2 separate regions of the Gossypium hirsutum genome follow, and region 2 is linked to region 1. A link is a contact called in public Hi-C data. All regions are on one chromosome and are shown on one strand. The core of a region is the stretch at or near the end of the contact, and the rest is flanking DNA. Distances in the headings are between cores, read along the strand shown.

Region 1 (5,156 bases), core at 953-3,452:
TACATCATCTCAACCATTTTATTGTAAGTACTATAAGAATTACCATTATTTTTTTCTAAATGTTCATGCAATAATATTTTAGTTTACTAGGATAGCTAGGTAGGAAATTATGCAAATAAAAGGACTAAATCGTAATACTATGAAATTTATTAAGGGAATTATAAGTGTAAAATATAAAATGGTGCATTTGGTTGAATGTTAATATTTATGTTGAGAAAAAGAAATGTGCATGGAAAATAATATTATGCATGCAATTTATTAATTAGGAGTTAAATTGTGAAATATGGAAAAATATGGAATATTTTCAAAATTTTGTTATAATATGAACATTTGTATGAAATTGTGTTAAATGCCCAAGTTGACAGAATTAGAACTACTGGGATACTAGTGGCATGCCAGTAAGGATCCTCACCGCGCTCTTTGTTTTTTAGTATGCTAGTGCTTTCTGTTTAGCATGCTTGTGCTCTTCGTATAGCACCTTAGTGCTCTCCATATACTTGTGCATATAGTTGCACCCCTGTACTTGATTTGTAAATCCTAAATTGTTCTAAATAGTCTACTGTGGGAAAATGTGTGAAAGCAAGAAATACGAGTATTTAAAGTATCAAGTAAGTATGGAAATTACTCAAGGTAAGTAAATTTGTTGAAATAAATGTCTAGTCATAAAGATATTCATATGTGGAAGTATAATATATATTAGTAACATTTTAAATATATGTTATATTCATTTATTCTTGTAGTGTTTACTAAGTTGTCACTGGCTTAACGTGTTTATTTCAATGCATAGGTATAGTTAAATTTAACGAGCTAGAGTCAAGGTTGTCAGCTGCTCATCTCATCACATTGCCAAGCTCGAAAAGTGTATGTATAGATTTTTTTATTTAGAATGACATGTACATAGGTGGTGTGGTATTTAACTTGGTAAAAAGAGGTTATTTTGTAAACTTTAAAAGTTTTACTTATTGTGGGTAAATTAATTAAGTACTTTAGCATTATTGGAAATGAATTAATAAGAGTTTAAATGTGTGTATGCATATGTGGTATGATTATTGGTTAAGAATGGTTGATTTAGAATTGCTTTGAATTAGGTGGTGTGGTATTTAACTTGGTAAAAAGAGGTTATTTTGTAAACTTTAAAAGTTTTACTTATTGTGGGTAAATTAATTAAGTACTTTAGCATTATTGGAAATGAATTAATAAGAGTTTAAATGTGTGTATGCATATGTGGTATGATTATTGGTTAAGAATGGTTGATTTAGAATTGCTTTGAATTGGTTTTTAAGTGTTGGATTGGTTCAAACTCTTTGCAAAGGGTTTTTTAGCAAATTTTCCAAATATTTTTGAGCAAATTTGACTTAAAGTATCGATACCAAGGGTCAGGAATCGGTACCTAGTGTTTGGAATTGAGTTTTTCAAAAATAGAATGTCAATTTGGTATCGATACCTCGGACATAGGTATCGATACCCACATGAAATTTTTGAAATTTTGAGTTCCAAAATGCCGTTTTGGTATCAACACTGGTCAAGGGTACAGATACCTTGTTAAGGTATCGATACCCTATGTTTTGGTACTGATACTTGCCCTCTATTTTTCTTAAAAAAATCATTTTTAAATCACTTTTAAACGTCAACGATTGACCGATGATGACCTCAAACATTTAAGATAATAATTAATGACTTAAATAAGTTTAAATGCTATAGTTAATGTTTGAAATTACTTACTGTTTAGTCAAGATCTCTTTAGCACCAAATGTAATAGTCCTATATCAGGTCCCAAATATCAGAACTAGTTAGGGGTGTTACACATGAATTTTGATCTAATGTGCAATTTGATATATGAACTTTGATTTGATACAATTATATACGTGGAACTTTAATTGTGGTTCAAATGTATATATGAAACTTTGATTTTGATTCAATCATACATATTTAAATAAATACATCAATATATTTTTATATTGGATAAATATAAGTATTTGTGTATGAAATATATATATAAACATAAAATAAAGCTATATCAGTAATTGTGTTAATAATTTATGAGAATTGAATCAAATAAAAAATTCATGTATAAAATTATAAATTAAACCAAAATTATATATCAATTTTAATATTTATACTTTATTTTATACTAGTTAGGCCAGCTAAAGTAACTAGGTAAATTCAGATAATATTAAAAAATATTAAATCATTTGAGACTCAATACTATACGGACTAATGTCCACATTTTTCAAAAGTATAAAGACCTCTCACATATTTAAACCTTCAGTGAAAAAAAGAGGATAACAATATTGGAACGGTATTTGCCTGATATCATATCAAGAACGAAGGGCAAAGGGGGCGGCGGCTTCGGTCGGAGTAGTTGCTTATCTGTGACTGAGTTTTCTCGACGCACCACCAACATCACAAAGCGCCATGGGTTTACTATCCCTCTCATCTTCTCTAACCCCTTCCTTCCCCTCTCTTCATCTCAAACCTAAACATAAACTCTCTCTTACTTTCCCAAACCCTTCCTTTGCGTGCTCCGCACCCACATCCAAACCCCTCTCCTCATCTCTCAAACTGAAACCTACTGCGAATTCCCTCAAATTTTCATCCCCTCAGAGCCCCGCCACCGCCATGCGAGGGGCCGAGGCCGACGCTATGGGGTTGTTGCTCAGGGAGCGAATCGTTTTTCTAGGTAACAACATTGATGACTTTGCGGCCGATGCCATTATAAGTCAGTTGCTGCTTTTGGACGCTCAGGACCCTACTAAAGATATCAGACTCTTCATTAATTCCCCTGGTGGTTCTTTGAGGTATCCCCTTTTTTTTTCCAGGATTTTATATTTGTTCTGCTGCTCTGTAACCCTAGGCAAAGATAATAATGCAGAGAACACATTGTTGCTACAACTTCTGCTCTGTTCCGTGAAATTGTTTTCTCTCTGGGAAAGAAAGAACATTTTAGTCTGCGTGTGAATCTTGGAAATACATATCCGATGATTTTATCAATGGGCATTTTCATAATTAAGAAAAAAAGAGAGAGGAGAATTCACTAATAGAACTTATTTTTCTATGAATCTTGAACTGACAAGTCATGACTTGGGTGAGTTACTTTATTGGAAAAACTCTGGCTGAAGGTACCATTTCTCAAATCTTGATCGCTTTAATATTCCCCTAACAAACTGAATAATGAATTCTCTGTTTGTTCTTCAACTAGGACACATCATTGTTTAGGTTCTTGGAAATGAAATGGCAATTTTTATTTGATGGGAGTGGGATTCTCCTTGGATATGGATTATCATTGTTTCCTGATATTTCTTGTTGAAGAAGCCTGATAGCAATGATTTAATGATCTATCTTGTTTGTAAACCCCATTTAATAGAGTAGCATCTCTAAAGCACTTATAGAATACTTCCGAACCTTAGTGCTTGATAAGCTAGCAAGTCTAACCACTAAAAATAACTCAAGTAGCCTAAAATGGACATCGGGTCATGGCTGAGCCTATGGTATAAATTTCCAGCAAGCTACAACTCTTGGTTTGTAGCATCAGCTCGAGGATGGAAACTTTATTGCTTCGTCCAAGCATGAAGAGTCTTGCTTCATCATTAAATTAGCATGTGTGGTAGTTCACAATCTTATTGTTCAATTGTGTGTGATTATCTATTCTTTTTTTCTTCTAATGACCAAGGTCAAGTTTCTTAGTGTGCTTTATTTTTTTTCAATTCCTTAAAATGGGAAAATTATGCCCAATAAATGTTTTCTGGATTAGGAGTCAGCTCAGATCCTTCTGTTTATGCAATCTTTGGGTATAACTTAGGTTGTTGCAGGGCCAAGTGGAAGTGTGCATATTCTTCAATCTTTAGGAGCTTAGAGCAGTTGACATTATATGCAGTTTAGGTCATCAATTTACGTTTGAAAACATGTATGCAATCTTACATGTTATATTTCCATTGAGGCTTGAGGCAAAGGGTACCCTCTTTTGCAAGGGAAACGTTTCACTTGATGGGGAAGGAATGGAAGATTTTGGTGAACGGTTCCTCATAATTTGTCTAATGTACTGACATAATCACTTTGCACGTGTGCGCACACACAAGAAGAAAGAAACACCACGAAATATATGAAGACTATAACTGCTAGTAAACATGATAAATTTCCATTTCCTATCCTTTCCACTCAACCAAGTAAGACTGCTTGCCCAACCTTCCTCTGTTTTTATCTTTGTGCAATCCAAATAAGGCTAATAATTAAATTACTTTTTTCTTTCTGTTTTTCTTTAAAAAATTTTATTTTCCTTCCCATTGGTGATGTACAAAAGAATAGAAACTTCCCCGTTATGGTTCCATTTTAACATTTTGTCTTCTTCTATTTGATTTCTGATTGTATCACCTTGCTTGCCTATCCTTTCCTTTTGCTGATCTGCTGTTTTTGCTATTTGTATCAGTGCTACAATGGCCATATATGATGTAGTGCAGCTTGTCCGGGCTGATGTTTCCACAGTTGGAATCGGCATTGCAGCATCAACAGCTTCTATAATCCTTGGTGGTGGCACCAAAGGCAAGCGCTTTGCAATGCCAAACACACGAATAATGATTCATCAACCTCTAGGAGGTGCTAGTGGCCAAGCTATAGATGTTGAAATCCAAGCACGGGAAATTATGCATAACAAGAACAACGTGACAAGAATAATTTCTGCTTCTACTGGGCGTCCATTTGAACAAGTGCTGAAGGATATTGATAGGGATCGGTATATGTCTCCAATAGAAGCTGTGGAATATGGAATAATAGATGGTGTTATCGATAGAGATAGCATCATTCCATTGGAACCAGTGCCAGAAAGAGTGAAGGCAAGCTTAAACTACGAGGAGATTAGCAAAGATCCCAGGAAATTCTTGACCCCTGATATTCCAGATGATGAGATATACTAGATTGGCTTGGTTCAGGGCATGCAATGCCAGGTGGCACAATGTTTTAATGGGGCTCGTCTTTCGTTTTGGTTTTGTTAAGTAGAACTTTGTATCGAAAATGTAGTTACTACATACAAACACAAATATGAACATCTTGGTAGCTGCATACATGCATAAATTGAGAATGTAGTTGTGGTCCAAGCAAAATAGAGTAATGTGTTTTAGGAAGGATTTGAATATCGTGAAAACGGAGGCTACAAACGTTTGATT
Region 2 (5,156 bases), core at 1,078-3,577, 160 kb before region 1:
CATTCTGATACATGTAAAAATCAGAGAAAATATCAGCTGCAATAAAATATATTTGAATACAGATCATCCATCAAGTATGAAGAAAGATAAGTCCCACTAATACATACAAAAGCCTCAAGTGCTCCAACTTCCCAAGGTCAGGCGATATAGGACCACTCAGTTTATGATTGGTAAGGCTCCTGAAGAGAAAACGTAGAGAAAAAAGATGTTAAATTGCATCTTCATGTAAACAAAGTAGTTTAAGGGATGTTATATTTGTACATGATCTTCAATACTCACAAAGTTGTCACTCTCTTGGTTTTACTATCACACTTCACCCCTTTCCATTTGCATGGATCAGGATCCTCTGGTCTCCACTGAGAAAGCACACCATCTGAACTAATAATTGCTATCCGAAAGCTCAGAAGTGCCTCTCCTGCATCATGAAAAGCATTTTCACAATCTGTTACCAAATATTCTTATTTCCAGCATGAAATGCATTGTAATCACTGGCTGACTAGAGATTCTATAACCAGCCAAAATCTATTTTATCCAAATTAAATCTAAAAGACTGTCAAAAAGGAAAAGGAAAGCAAAATGTAAACATGCTCACCAAAGTTTTAAATGGTCAAGATTTTCAATGTGCAAATTTCCTAAGTGAGACAAATTAACCAGTAATTTCCAACCAAAAGAGCATTAACATAAGGAGAGCATTTAAGATCCTTTTCCAGATGGTGAGAGAATAAGAGGAGAAAAAAATTTCTAAATATCAGCTTGAATGATCTCATACTACATATAAATGACATACCATCAGGACTGATAGCTCTGATTCTGTTTGCTAGGATAAAAGAGAATAGAATGAGAAGCAGCCATGGCCATTGATATTTCATCAGACGAATGCCCATAATGGCACTGACAAAGCATAATATAGATACTACAAATCATCTGATACGCCAAACTCAGGAATGCACCCTTGTTGTATCATATGGTTATCGGGACTACAACGCCACTTGGCAGCTACAAAAATACAAACAAAGTCTGGCAGGACATAGAGAAGCAAAAATAAGAATTAGAAACAGTTAGATACTTGAAACAGAAACATTGTGCAGAAAGCAGAATTCCAATTGAAATTGTTACAAAGTTCCTTCCAATTTGTGCAGAAAAAATGCATAATTGAAAACCAAGAAAGAACCACCTCCCTCCCTCTCTCTCTCTCTCTAGAACCAAAGGACAAATAGAGCATTGAAGTCTTATACATGAATACATATCAAATAATTCTAATCATGAAAAAAAATCCAACTTGATAACCATTGCAGTTTTGATATCTATGATGGACTATGAGCACTGCTTACTCTTGTACCATACATTGTGCGACATGAATTTCAAAGAATGAACTAATCAGTACAATAAAGCCTTCTCAGCCAGAATCGGACTTTAAAGCCAATTTTAAGGAACATGAACGCTTATGAGAAACAACATTTACATCATTAAAGGTTTTTGCTGCATTAGCATTCTTTATCTAAATGAGATTAGCAGCTTCTACTACAAGCAAGTCATTTCCCAAATCTTCAATCATTTTGAAGCATTTCTGTCAAATTTAAAGTTGCACGTACTAAACGCAAATATAATAACACAAGCAATTACTCTAAGATCAACTTCTCCAACCCTAAACTCTTAACTTGAAAATAAACTACTACCTCTGAAAGTTGAGCTAAAACAATCACTTTGATAAAGTGACACAAACTTTGCGACATAAATCGGACGGAATCAAGAGCTTAAAACGAAAATAGCATTCTTAGAATTCGCCTCTCAGCATGAGCTATTTATATTCCGAGACTGCTAAAAAGGGAAATTGACCTAAAAACGAAGTAAAGAATCGAGCAGGAAAACAATTGCTAACCAATCTGGAACTTAAAACACAAACAGAACCAAACTTTGGAGAAGAAAATGGAATGAAAACACAAAAAATTAAAAATAAAGAGAAATTAAAGAAACCTTGAGATTGAACCGATCTGCAGGCAGTGAGCTGCGAAGAGAAAACAAGCAAAAAAAATCAAATAAAAATAACGAATAAAAAAAGATTCGATGCTACTTCTTTTTTCTTCTTGGATTTCTTTTAATTCTTTTTTTTTCTAATATTATTTTGGTTAAATTCTGAAAATGAAGATGTGATTGTGAAGAGAGAGACTTTAGTCGTTGAAGAGAGTGAGGCAGAGAGCTATAGATTAGATGTTTGGAATTAAAGGGGGGCCGAGTTGAGATGGTGCTGCTTTCTCACGTGCGACTGCGACTTCCGTACGTGCCAACCGACGTTTCTTGCTTTCTAGAAAAAGAGTAAAGTCTAAAGTCTAACACTCTTAACTCCTGGACTCTAAGCGAGTTACAGTAAACTTTGTCCACGCCCGGATCTTATTAAGATATTTCAATTTTGTGTTAATTGTTTTAAATTAAATTAAAAAAAATCCATTTTGTATCAAACAATGTAAATATTTTAATTATTTGTGGATTTATATAAAACTATACGCGTTTTCAACCCTTCTTAAAAAATTAAAAAATATGCAGGAAATGAATTGAATTTTAACTAAATTAATATTAATATTATTAATATAAAAAAATATTGATTCGAGTACGTTGAAATTAAAGGTTAAAAAAATATGCTGAGATAATTTTAATAACTAAATTTTTTTTTCTCGTCACACTTTTAACTTATTCTACTCTTTTTTAAGTGAATTTTTTAATGAATAAAATATTGAATTGATTAATTATTTTTTTAGTGAATTAAAGATTAATTCATTTTAATAAACTAAATATTTAAATTTAAAATTATGTATCACTAGAATATACCGGAAAAACAATTAAAGTTTTTGACATTTATATTAAAATTAAAATTGAATTCTTGTAATAAATTATACGAAATATGAAACAAATAAAGATAAAATAATAAAACATGTGCTGCAGCGAAAATTGATATGTCCATGATTTAAATAGGATAAATTAGTAAAATATGCTATTTTTTCAGTTAGTCTTTTAGGTTGTTGTAAACTTTAATTAGGGAAATTGGTCATTTTAGGAGAGAGAAAGTGAAAGCGCGTCCAGCAGAGTGTGCTTTCTGCATAGATGGCAAGAAAGCGTGTCCAGCTAGACGGACTTTCACTTTCTCTCTCTAAGGTTAGGATTTTTTTTAAGGTTAGGATCTTTAGGGTTTTTAGTTTTTTAGGGTTTAAGGTACTTTGAATGTGTTTAGAGTTTTCGACTAAAACGACAGAAGTTCTTAGGTAGTTTTGAGGGATCGAGGACGTGATAACACGCCTCAACACACATATATTTAATATATCATGGCGAGATAGGATCATCACTTGAGGAACCCATTGTGAGGAAACCTGATTTCGGGGTAATAATGCTTGATAAAACCAGTGGTGGAAGTCTAGGTGGAGGTCACAATCGGCAGTCATGATCTTGTAACAGCCCGATTTCAGTTGTGTCAGAAATAGTGGTTTCAAGGCCACCAAATCAAGCAAGCAAGTTCGTAAATATTATTATTTAATATTTATGGGTTAAATATGATTTTAGAAAGATTTTTGAATTAGTAATTTGTATTTTATAAAGATTTATTCGGCTAAATGGTTTTAGAAAATGAGGTGTTGGGACCTCAATTCTATAAATCGAGTCGTAAATATTTTTATAAATATTTATGGAGTGTCTTTAGGGTGGTATTAAAGTTTCATTAAGAAATTTTAACGTTTCGATTGTTAATTAATTAAAAACCACCAAATTGAAAAAAAAATGCATTCCCGGGACTCCGTTCCAGTAAATCGGATTCATAAATATTTTCAATAAATATTTAAGAAGTTAGTTGTGTAGTTAATTAGGTTTTGGTTAAGTGAATTTTGCTTGAATTAAAAATAATTAGGTAAAAAGATTAAATTACAATAGAGGAGAAAGTTTATTTATAGATTAAAGAAAAACTAAAGGGACTAAGAAGGCAATTATGCCATTCTTTATAGTTGAGGCGGCAAACATGTAAAAATATCAAAGATTTTTATGATTAAAATATATATATGTTTACTTAATAAATAAGAATATTATTATATATTATATTATATTATATTATATTATATTATATATGTTATATATATTATATAAATTGGTAAAGAAACACAAGAAACAGAATGAAATTGAAACGAAACAGAGAAGAAACAGGAGGGAAAGAAAGAAAGAAAAAGGAAAAGGAAAATTTGGGGTTTCAAGGTTCAAAGTTAATTTGGTAAGTCAATTTAATCTATTTTCTTCTAATTTTTGAGTTTTTAGAAACTTAGAATAATATACTGTTGGATTTATGTTGAAAATTTGAAAGTTGGTGGATTTTTGGATACAGTTTATGTTGAATTAATTGATGAATTGGGGGTTAAATTGATAGAATTTCAAGTTAGAATTGGGTAAAGGATTTAATTGTAAAGTAAATTATAAGTTTTGAGTAATAGGGACTAAATTGAGAAAATTTCAAAATTTGGGATTTATGGTGAAATTAGAGAGTTAAATTAGTTTAAAGTGGGAATGGAATGAAAATATGGAATTAGTTTTGAGAATAAAAGTTAGTCTCGGTTCAGGGACTAAATTGGAATTTAGGAAAATATTGAGTAAAAATTAAAATATTTAACATGAGATTGAATTATGTTGTATTGATGATTTTTAATTGTTTTAATTCCGTAATTAGCATCGTATCGGAATTCTCGACTAAAAAGGGGAAAAATATAGTAGACTAGGAATAGCTCAGAATTATTGGTTTGTATTTCTATAATCAGAATCTAATTATTAATTATTGTATTTTGATTAAATGTTACGGTAAGTGATTGAGGTGAGAATTATTGTGTTTTACAATTGAATTGGATTATTTTGGTATGTGATGAAATTATATTGGTTGAATTAATTTGGAATATATATATTATGAATATATATGTGTAAATGTGGAATTGTGCAAATGTGATAATTGGATTTTTTTATATGTATGAAATTCAGTTTTAATGCCCAAGTAGACAGAATTTAGAACTACTGGGATATTAGTGGCATGCCATTAAGGAACTCTAGCACGCTATCTGATAATTAGCACGTTAGTGCTCTTCGATTACTAGCACATTAATGCTCTCTGTTTAGCACATTCGTGCTCTTTGTATAGCACT

What was found. A called contact is a pair of places that touch in the nucleus more often than the background predicts.
Region 2: a contact with region 1 is called in a Hi-C map of leaf, with 4 times the contacts expected there. The contact joins the promoter of LOC107930105 here to the promoter of LOC107930114 in region 1. A contact is called at or near these places in 6 of 34 Hi-C or Micro-C datasets (callus and leaf).

The regions. Positions count from the first base shown.
Region 1 is chrA08:108,763,586-108,768,741 of Gossypium_hirsutum_v2.1, reverse strand. It overlaps LOC107930114 (ATP-dependent Clp protease proteolytic subunit 4, chloroplastic), which reads left to right and starts at 2,202. Exons shown (of 2, transcript XM_016861685.2): 1 at 2,202-2,798; 2 at 4,424-5,156. The coding sequence starts at 2,416. The coding sequence ends at 4,907.
Region 2 is chrA08:108,924,098-108,929,253 of Gossypium_hirsutum_v2.1, reverse strand. LOC107930105 (LRR receptor-like serine/threonine-protein kinase FEI 1) reads right to left here and starts at 2,327. Exons shown (of 14, transcript XM_016861673.2): 1 at 1,975-2,327; 2 at 788-1,017; 3 at 280-415; 4 at 108-179; 5 at 1-4. The coding sequence starts at 884.